Linked DNA regions of Sus scrofa: region 2 is linked to region 1. The links are chromatin contacts, called in public HiChIP or PLAC-seq maps. All regions are on one chromosome and are shown on one strand. The core of a region is the stretch at or near the end of the contact, and the rest is flanking DNA. Distances in the headings are between cores, read along the strand shown. Region 1 holds the start of DTNBP1 (dystrobrevin binding protein 1). Region 2 holds the start of GMPR (GMP reductase 1).

Region 1 (3,526 bases), core at 307-2,806:
ATGGCGCAAGAGTAGAATCAGGACACCTGTCAGTGTTTCTGGTGAAAGATGCTACTGCCTTGGACCAGAGTGAGTATTGTGAAGATGGAGAGAGGGGAGCAGGTTCCAGCAATACTTCTTAATAGAGCTGATTGGACTTGAATTAATATGGAAAAGGGGAAACCGCTAATTTCAGGTGGCTTAACTTGAGCAGCTTGGCGGATAGTGGTGCCACTTACAAAATGGAAGAGACTGGGGTTAGATGAAGAGGTGAGTATGCAATCAAATTTTCAGTTTTAGGTATTTGGATTTCGAGATAACCTGTTGGATACATGTGGAGTAAGCCACTGGTATGAACTGAAGGAGGGGGAGGGAGGAGAGGGCTGAAGATGGAGACTTGGGCATCGCCAGTGCCTCCGTAGAATTTACAGCATCGTAATGGATAGACTAACCCAGGGACCGAACATACCTGGAGAAGAGCGGAAGGCTGGAGCTGTAGCCTTGGGAGCAGAAGCTCAAACAGGAGGATGAGTGTACAGGGAGGGAGAAAGCAAGTATGGTGTCCTTGAAGGCAAGAATATGTCTTGAAAATGGGGTTAAGTGACTTCATGAGAGCCACTGAAATGTGGAGAAAAAAAAATCAGGGCAGACAAGTAACAAATGGTATGGGCAACATGGCAGCCATTGGCAACTCAAAAGAGGCCACCTCCTTTGCTGTGAAGGACACAAAAGCCTGATGGGGTAGGATGAAGAGACAACGGAAAGGATGTCAAAACAGTTGATTATTCCTGTTTTATCAGTGAAGAAACTGAGGCTCAGTTGTTCCCATTGTGGCTCAGCGGTGACGAACTGAACCCAACTGGTATCCATGAAGACTCGAGTTCCATCTCTGGCCTCACTCATGGGTTAAGGATCCCCCTTGCTGTGGGCTGTGGTGTAGGTCGCAGACGCGGCTGGGATCTGGCCTGGCTGTGGCGTAGGCCCGCAGCTGTAGCTCCTACTCAACCCTTAGCCTGGGAACTTGCATATGCAGCAGGTGCGGCCCTAAACAGCAGAAAAAAAAGAAACGAAGGCTCAGAATGGTTAGCTTTCTCATCCAAGGGCAAAGCCAGCGGGTCAGATCCTGGCCCTAGCGTCCACGAAATGGTTTTGAACACTATGCAAAAAAAATGGATCCTACCCTCTTCCAAACCGTGAAAACAATGCTACACTCAAGCCCTCTACCTAAAACATTCTTCACGATGTCGCCTCAATTTTAAATAGGAAAACCAAAGGGCCTGGCCTGGGTTAAAAAGGGCGTCAGAGCTACTGACTTTCTCAGCAGAGCGGAAAGGACCGCCCCTTTTCCGCAGCCGGAGCCCGGCCGGGCCCACTGCGGCTGCGCGGGCCGGGGCGGGGCGGGGCGGGAGCGCGCGAGTCGGGGGCGGGAACGCGGAAGGGGCCGTGGCGCGGAGGCGAGAGCGGGCCGGGGGCGGGGCCGGCCGGGAGAGTGCGGGGTGCGAGGTGACAGGTGCGGGGCTCCCCGGCGGCGCGGGGCCGAAGGTGGCGGTGCCGGCCTGAGGACGGGAGACAGGACCGCGGCGGCGGCGGCGGCGGCGGCGGCGGCGGCAGCGGCAGCAGGGACGATGCTGGAGACCCTGCGCGAGCGGCTGCTGAGCGTGCAGCAGGATTTCACCTCCGGGTGGGTACACGGTGGGGATGGAAAGGGACCTGGGGGGCCGGGCCGAGGAGACAAGGGCGCCCGGGACGCCTCCGCTCTTCCCTCCGCGCTCCCGGGTCCAGCCGCGTCCCACCCCATCCCCGCCCCGCGGAGAAAAGTAACGAACTTTCCGGCGTGGGTTCGGCCGCCCAAAGTAACTTAGGTCTCACCGGGCAGGCTCTGACCCGCGCCCTCGGCCCGGGAGCCGGTCGGGAAGGCAGCGGCGCGCGGGGGATCGTGCGCCCCCCTCCCGGCAGCTGGGCGGGTGTGTGGGAGGCGAGCGCGCCGCCCCCACCCCACCGTGGACGGTGGCCCTGCGCCCCCTCGGCCCCCTCCCACGCCTCCGAGACCCCTGCCCGCTCGGGCCTCGCGGGTTCTGCCGCCCCTCCTCCCCAGGCCGAGGTCGCCGGGGCCGCAATCTTCACCCGCCCCGGCCCCGCCGCGCGTCCTGTCCGGCCCTGGCGCTCGCGCCGAACCCTTGCCAAGCTTGGCGCCTCTTCCCCTTTTGCTTTCTCTCTCGACTTTTGCCTCGGGTTGAATGCTTCGGTGAAGAAACTCTAGAAACGGAACTGCAGCAGTGCCATGACTACCTAGTGAAATGAGACACATCGTGGGCAGCGCACAAAGACCAGCGGTTCCCGAACTTTGCTTAGAATCACCTGAGAACCTTTAGCCGCCCTCGTGCCCAGGTCCCCAGTCATATCCATTACATTGGGCTGGGGATGAAGTTTTAAAGACCCGCAGGTGATTCCAGTGTGCGGCAGGTAGGGAACCGCAGGCATAGGCTCTTAATGCCGGACTGCCTGGGCTCTTATCTCTGCCACTTAAGCAAACTTACTTCTGCAGGTTACTCTGCCTGTTTCCACGGCTGCACAGTGAGGTTGAAGATGGTATCATCTCATAGGGCTATTGTGAAGGATTAACAGATTAACATCCCCAACACACAGTAATCACTGTCACTATTGCTGTTATTTAGTGCTTATTTCACTTTAACTTTTCCATTGCTTTAAAAAGGGTGTCACTTGATCTTTACCTTTAGGTCAGGAATCCTTTGGAAAATGTTCTGAATGTGGAGAGGCCTCTCCATCATGTTTTATTTACATTTCTGATGAGTAAGATGTTACTCACCTTCTATCCTATGGGTCAAAAGTGTTTGCCTCTTGGGGGCTGAGTAGTAGCGAACTAGTGAATACTTGAGTACTTACCACGTGTAAAGCATTTTTCGTAGTCTCGGTTTGATGTCCTTAGGAATTAATTCGTTGATGGTGTGCTTGCATGCTTTCATTTTTTACCCCCCCCCCTTTTTCTGTCTTTTTACCTTTTCTTTTTTCTTTTTTCTTTTTTTGGGTCTTTTCTAGGGACGCTTCTGTGGTATATGGAGGTTCCCAGGCTAGGGGTCTAATCAGAGCTGTAGCCTCCGGCCTACACCAGAACCACAGCAACTCCAGATCCAAGCCACGTCTGTGACCTATACCACAGCTCACAGCAACGCCAGATCCTTAACCCACTGAGCAAGACCAGGGATCGAACCCACAACCTTAGGGTTCCTAGTCGGATTAGTTAACCGCTGAGCCACGACGGGAACTCCCTTTTTACCTTTTCTAGGGCCGCTCCCTCGGCATATGGAGGTTCCCAGGCTAGGGGTCGAATCGGAGCTGTAGCCGCTGGCCTACACCACAGCCACAGCAATGCAGGATCCCATCCGTGTCTGCAACCTACACCACAGCTCATAGTAACGCCAGATCCTTAACCCACTGAGCAAGGGGCAGGGATCGAACCCGCAACCTCACGGTTCCTAGTCGGATTCATTAACCACTGCACCACGACGGGAACTCCCATTTTTTACCC
Region 2 (3,601 bases), core at 385-2,884, 530 kb before region 1:
TGCTGAGGCCCCCAAATCATCTGTCTGCCCAGAATAAACACATCTTGTCTTGGCCTCAGGCACCAGCTACACTGCTTAGACTTGAGGAAACTCAGGCCTGCCACCCCAGCTGTTGATTTTGCTTCTAAGTGTCTGCCCCACTCTTTGGCACCTGCAAGGGCATGATGAAGGACCAGACTGGTCAGGAGCAGAGCTGACCAATCAAGGATGAGAAGGATTAATCATCAAGGGTGCGACCACCTGCTTGAGAAGGTGAGCTGGTTCTGGTCACTCGCAAATCAAGAGGCTTCCTTAATCCACGCAAGCCCTCGACTGGCAGCACCAGGCACTGCACTTAAGAGTCAGGCCTGGGCACAGGCAGGCAGCCCAGTTCCTGCAAGGGGATTTATTTATGGTCGTGCGGGGGGAGGGGGAGCAGCAAGCTGGCTCAGCCTCCCCCTGTTTACTTTTGCAACCCCAGTCTCCAGACCCAGCAGTTTCCCCTTCCTCTCCAGCTCTCAGCCCACCAGGCAAAACCACGGTCACCAGCACCCACTCCTCCAGGGAACTCTGTCTTTCTGTGCAACTAGTTTATCCTTCAAGATTTGACCTTTCCCTGCCCCCCACTCCCTATCTCCAGGCCGGCCTCCACCTGTCGTCCCTCAGGCTTTGCTTTCACTAAGGCACAACTAGCACAACTGACCACCCCATTGGTCCCACTGCCCCCACTCCACTGCTTTCAGCTTCCCAAAGAACTGGACTGGACTGCAGCTGTCCAGTAAGAGGGTGCCACCAGGCACAGGTCCCCAGCCTCGCTCTCAAAAGGTCACCGAAATGCGGAAAGTAAACGTTGAACTTTTGCCCTGGAGTTGCCCTGCTTTTCAGACCTTTAAAAAAATTCCATTGCTAGACCTGATCCTAAAGCGGCCGGAGTTCTCCGCACCAGGAAACACTGCCAAAATCTTTCCTCTCCCTTTATACTCCGGCTCCACCGTATCATTTTCTCTCTATAAGCACACCTCAACCCCCATCCCCCGCCATTCTTTCTAAATCAGTTGACCACCTGATCTTCGCTACCCTAGGATCAAGTTCTGTGTGTTTCCCCCTTGCCCACTCAACCGGACGTATTTAGAATTTTGGGCCGGAGCCCGGGCCCTTAAAGACACCTCCTGTCCTTGCAAAGAACCAGCTGGCTTTTCCTTTTCACGGTGGTGCGAGGGCAAAAGAGGTCAGCGTCCCATCCATCTCCAGACATACTAAAAAAGCTGGCAATGTTGGCCCATTCTGGCGCCTTGCACCCACCTCCCTCGCGCCACACGGGGAAAAAAAAAAAAAAATCCCACCCCAATGCGGCTATGAAGGGGCCCACCTCGGCTCGGCTCTTGAGGCTGCTTCGCTTGGGTCGGAGAAGGACATCCTTGAAGTCCAGCTTGAGGTCCGCATCTATGCGGGGCATGGTGCCGAGCGGCGCGCTCGACCAGAGGGGCTGGAGCCCGCAGCTCCTTCCTGCAGCGCGGGCGCCGGGGGAGGTGGGGGCCGGGAGCGGGCGGGGGCGGGGCCCGCGGAGGGCGGGGGCGGGGCCCACAGAGGGTTGGGGCGGGGCGGCGCCGCGAGAAGGCGAGTTGCTCGGCCCCGGCGGGTGCCTGCGGGCCGCTGAGCGCGCACGCTGCGCCCTTCTGGCCTCTGGACGCCTCCGGCCCCGCTAGACCCGCCCTCTCGCTCCGCCGGCCCCGCCCCTGACCCCTCCCCGCGCGGGAGACCTCGGTGCGGGCCAGAAAGGATAGGCGAGATGGGGAGAAACCAGGCGCACGCAAGAAGTTCGCACGTGTGACATTTTAACCACCTCCCCCCTCCCCGCTCCCGTTTCTTATCGCCTCGCTTAGTACGGTGACCGAAGGGTGTATGGGGAGGGGGGGTTAGGGAGTGAGGGGGAGAATTCACAATGTGCTGTCACCAAGGGTACGGCCAAGACTTGCCCTGTGACCTCCTCACCCAAGGAAAAGTCCACTCCTTGAAAGGTTTCCCTTCTCCTTTCTCTAATGTCAAGCCCTAATACTCAGCAGATGCTGAGTCACACCGCCCACGTGCCAAAAACTAAGAAACCCCTGGGAACTGGATAGAATTAAGAGTGGGCAGGTGAATCTGTTTTGCAGCATTGGGTTTGTTGAGGCATTTTTAGGATCCCTTTGGATGTTAGGGACTGGTTTGTTGGTTGGTTGGTTTGAAGTCTACAGTTGGCACAGATCCTGGGTTCAGGTACCTGAGTCCCTTTGAGTTATTGGTGATGTCAGTTTTTTGTGTTTTGTTTTGTTTTGTTTTTTGTTTTTGTTTTTTTTTTGCTTTTTAGGGCTACACCCTCACATACGAAGGTTCCCAGGCTAGGGGTCTAATCGGAGCTACAGGTGCTGGCGTTCGCCAGGGCAACACCACATCTGAGCCGCATCTGCAACCTACACCACAGCTCACCAATACGCTGGATCCTTAACCCACTGAGCTAGGCAGGGATCAAACCTGCAACCTCATGGTTCCTCGTCGGATTCATTTCCGCTGCGCCACTACAGGAACTCCGATGTCAGTTTATTTTTAATTCACTTGTTGACCACACCGAGCCCTTCTTATACACTAGGAATGTGCGTAAGAGCTTGGCCTGCACCACCTTCTTCAATCTCACAACAACCCAATGAAGATGTTTTGCGGCAGCGTAGCTAGCCTCTCTCCACCTGTGCCAAATAGAATCACCGAGACAGAGTTTTGGGTGAGGTAAAAAGGAGTAGCTTTTACTACTTTGCGAGGCAAAGGAGGCCACAGCAGGCTAATGCCCTAAAGGCGGTGCCCTCCTTTGGGAGAGAATAGAAAGGGGTCTTACAGTTTCCAAGTGGAAAATAGGGCCACAGAGGAGTTCCCATCGTGGCACAGTAGTTAACAAATCCAACTAGGAACCATGAGGTTGCAGGTTGGATCCCTGGCCTTGTTCAGTGGGTTAGGGATCCGGCGTTGCTGTGACTGTGGTGTAGGTTGCAGACATGGCTGGGATCCCGCGTTGCTGTGGCTCTGGCGTAGGCTGGTGGCTACAGCTCCGATTCAACCCCTAGCCTGGGAACCTCCATATGCCGCAGGTGCGGCTGTAGAAATGGCAAAAAGAAAAAAAAAAAAAAAAATAGGGCCACAGAAAAGGATCAGGGTGTATACAAACACAGGTTCTGGTGGTTCTTGAGATTGTCGCAGCTTGATCTTTTTTGGAATGAAGAATGTTTCATCAAGTAGTGACCATCTTCCATTTGGGGGGGGGGGGTTAGTTCAGTAGAAGAGCTCAAAGATACAGTTATGCATACCCCTTGAAGGGGAACCAGGACCCTGCCCCAAGGCTACACTGCTCCTCCACAGTCTCTGCATCCCCTTCCCTGATTAGCCTGGGAAATTCGTTGGAACCTGCCCTTCGGAACTCTGGGAAGGTCCAGAAGGCTGAATGCAGCCTCGTTCCTAAAACAAGAAATGGGGGACACAGAAGGGCTTTTGTGCCCAGGAGCCCCGCAGGGCCCTGCTCAGTTTCATTAAAAGCCAGTTTATAGATAAGGAAAATGAGGACCAGATAAATAACTTGCCCAAGGTTGCAGCAAACAAA

The links. HiChIP or PLAC-seq counts read pairs in DNA pulled down with a chosen protein or histone mark.
Region 2: an H3K27ac HiChIP or PLAC-seq map of alveolar macrophages shows a contact between it and region 1. The contact joins the promoter of GMPR here to the promoter of DTNBP1 in region 1. A contact is called at or near these places in 2 of 2 datasets of contacts at active chromatin or transcription factors (alveolar macrophages and skeletal muscle).

The regions. Positions count from the first base shown.
Region 1 is chr7:11,718,186-11,721,711 of Sscrofa11.1, reverse strand. DTNBP1 (dystrobrevin binding protein 1) reads left to right here and starts at 1,556. Exons shown (of 10, transcript NM_001098600.1): 1 at 1,556-1,660. The coding sequence starts at 1,605.
Region 2 is chr7:12,252,426-12,256,026 of Sscrofa11.1, reverse strand. It overlaps GMPR (GMP reductase 1), which reads right to left and starts at 1,634. Exons shown (of 9, transcript XM_001929120.7): 1 at 1,349-1,634. The coding sequence starts at 1,435.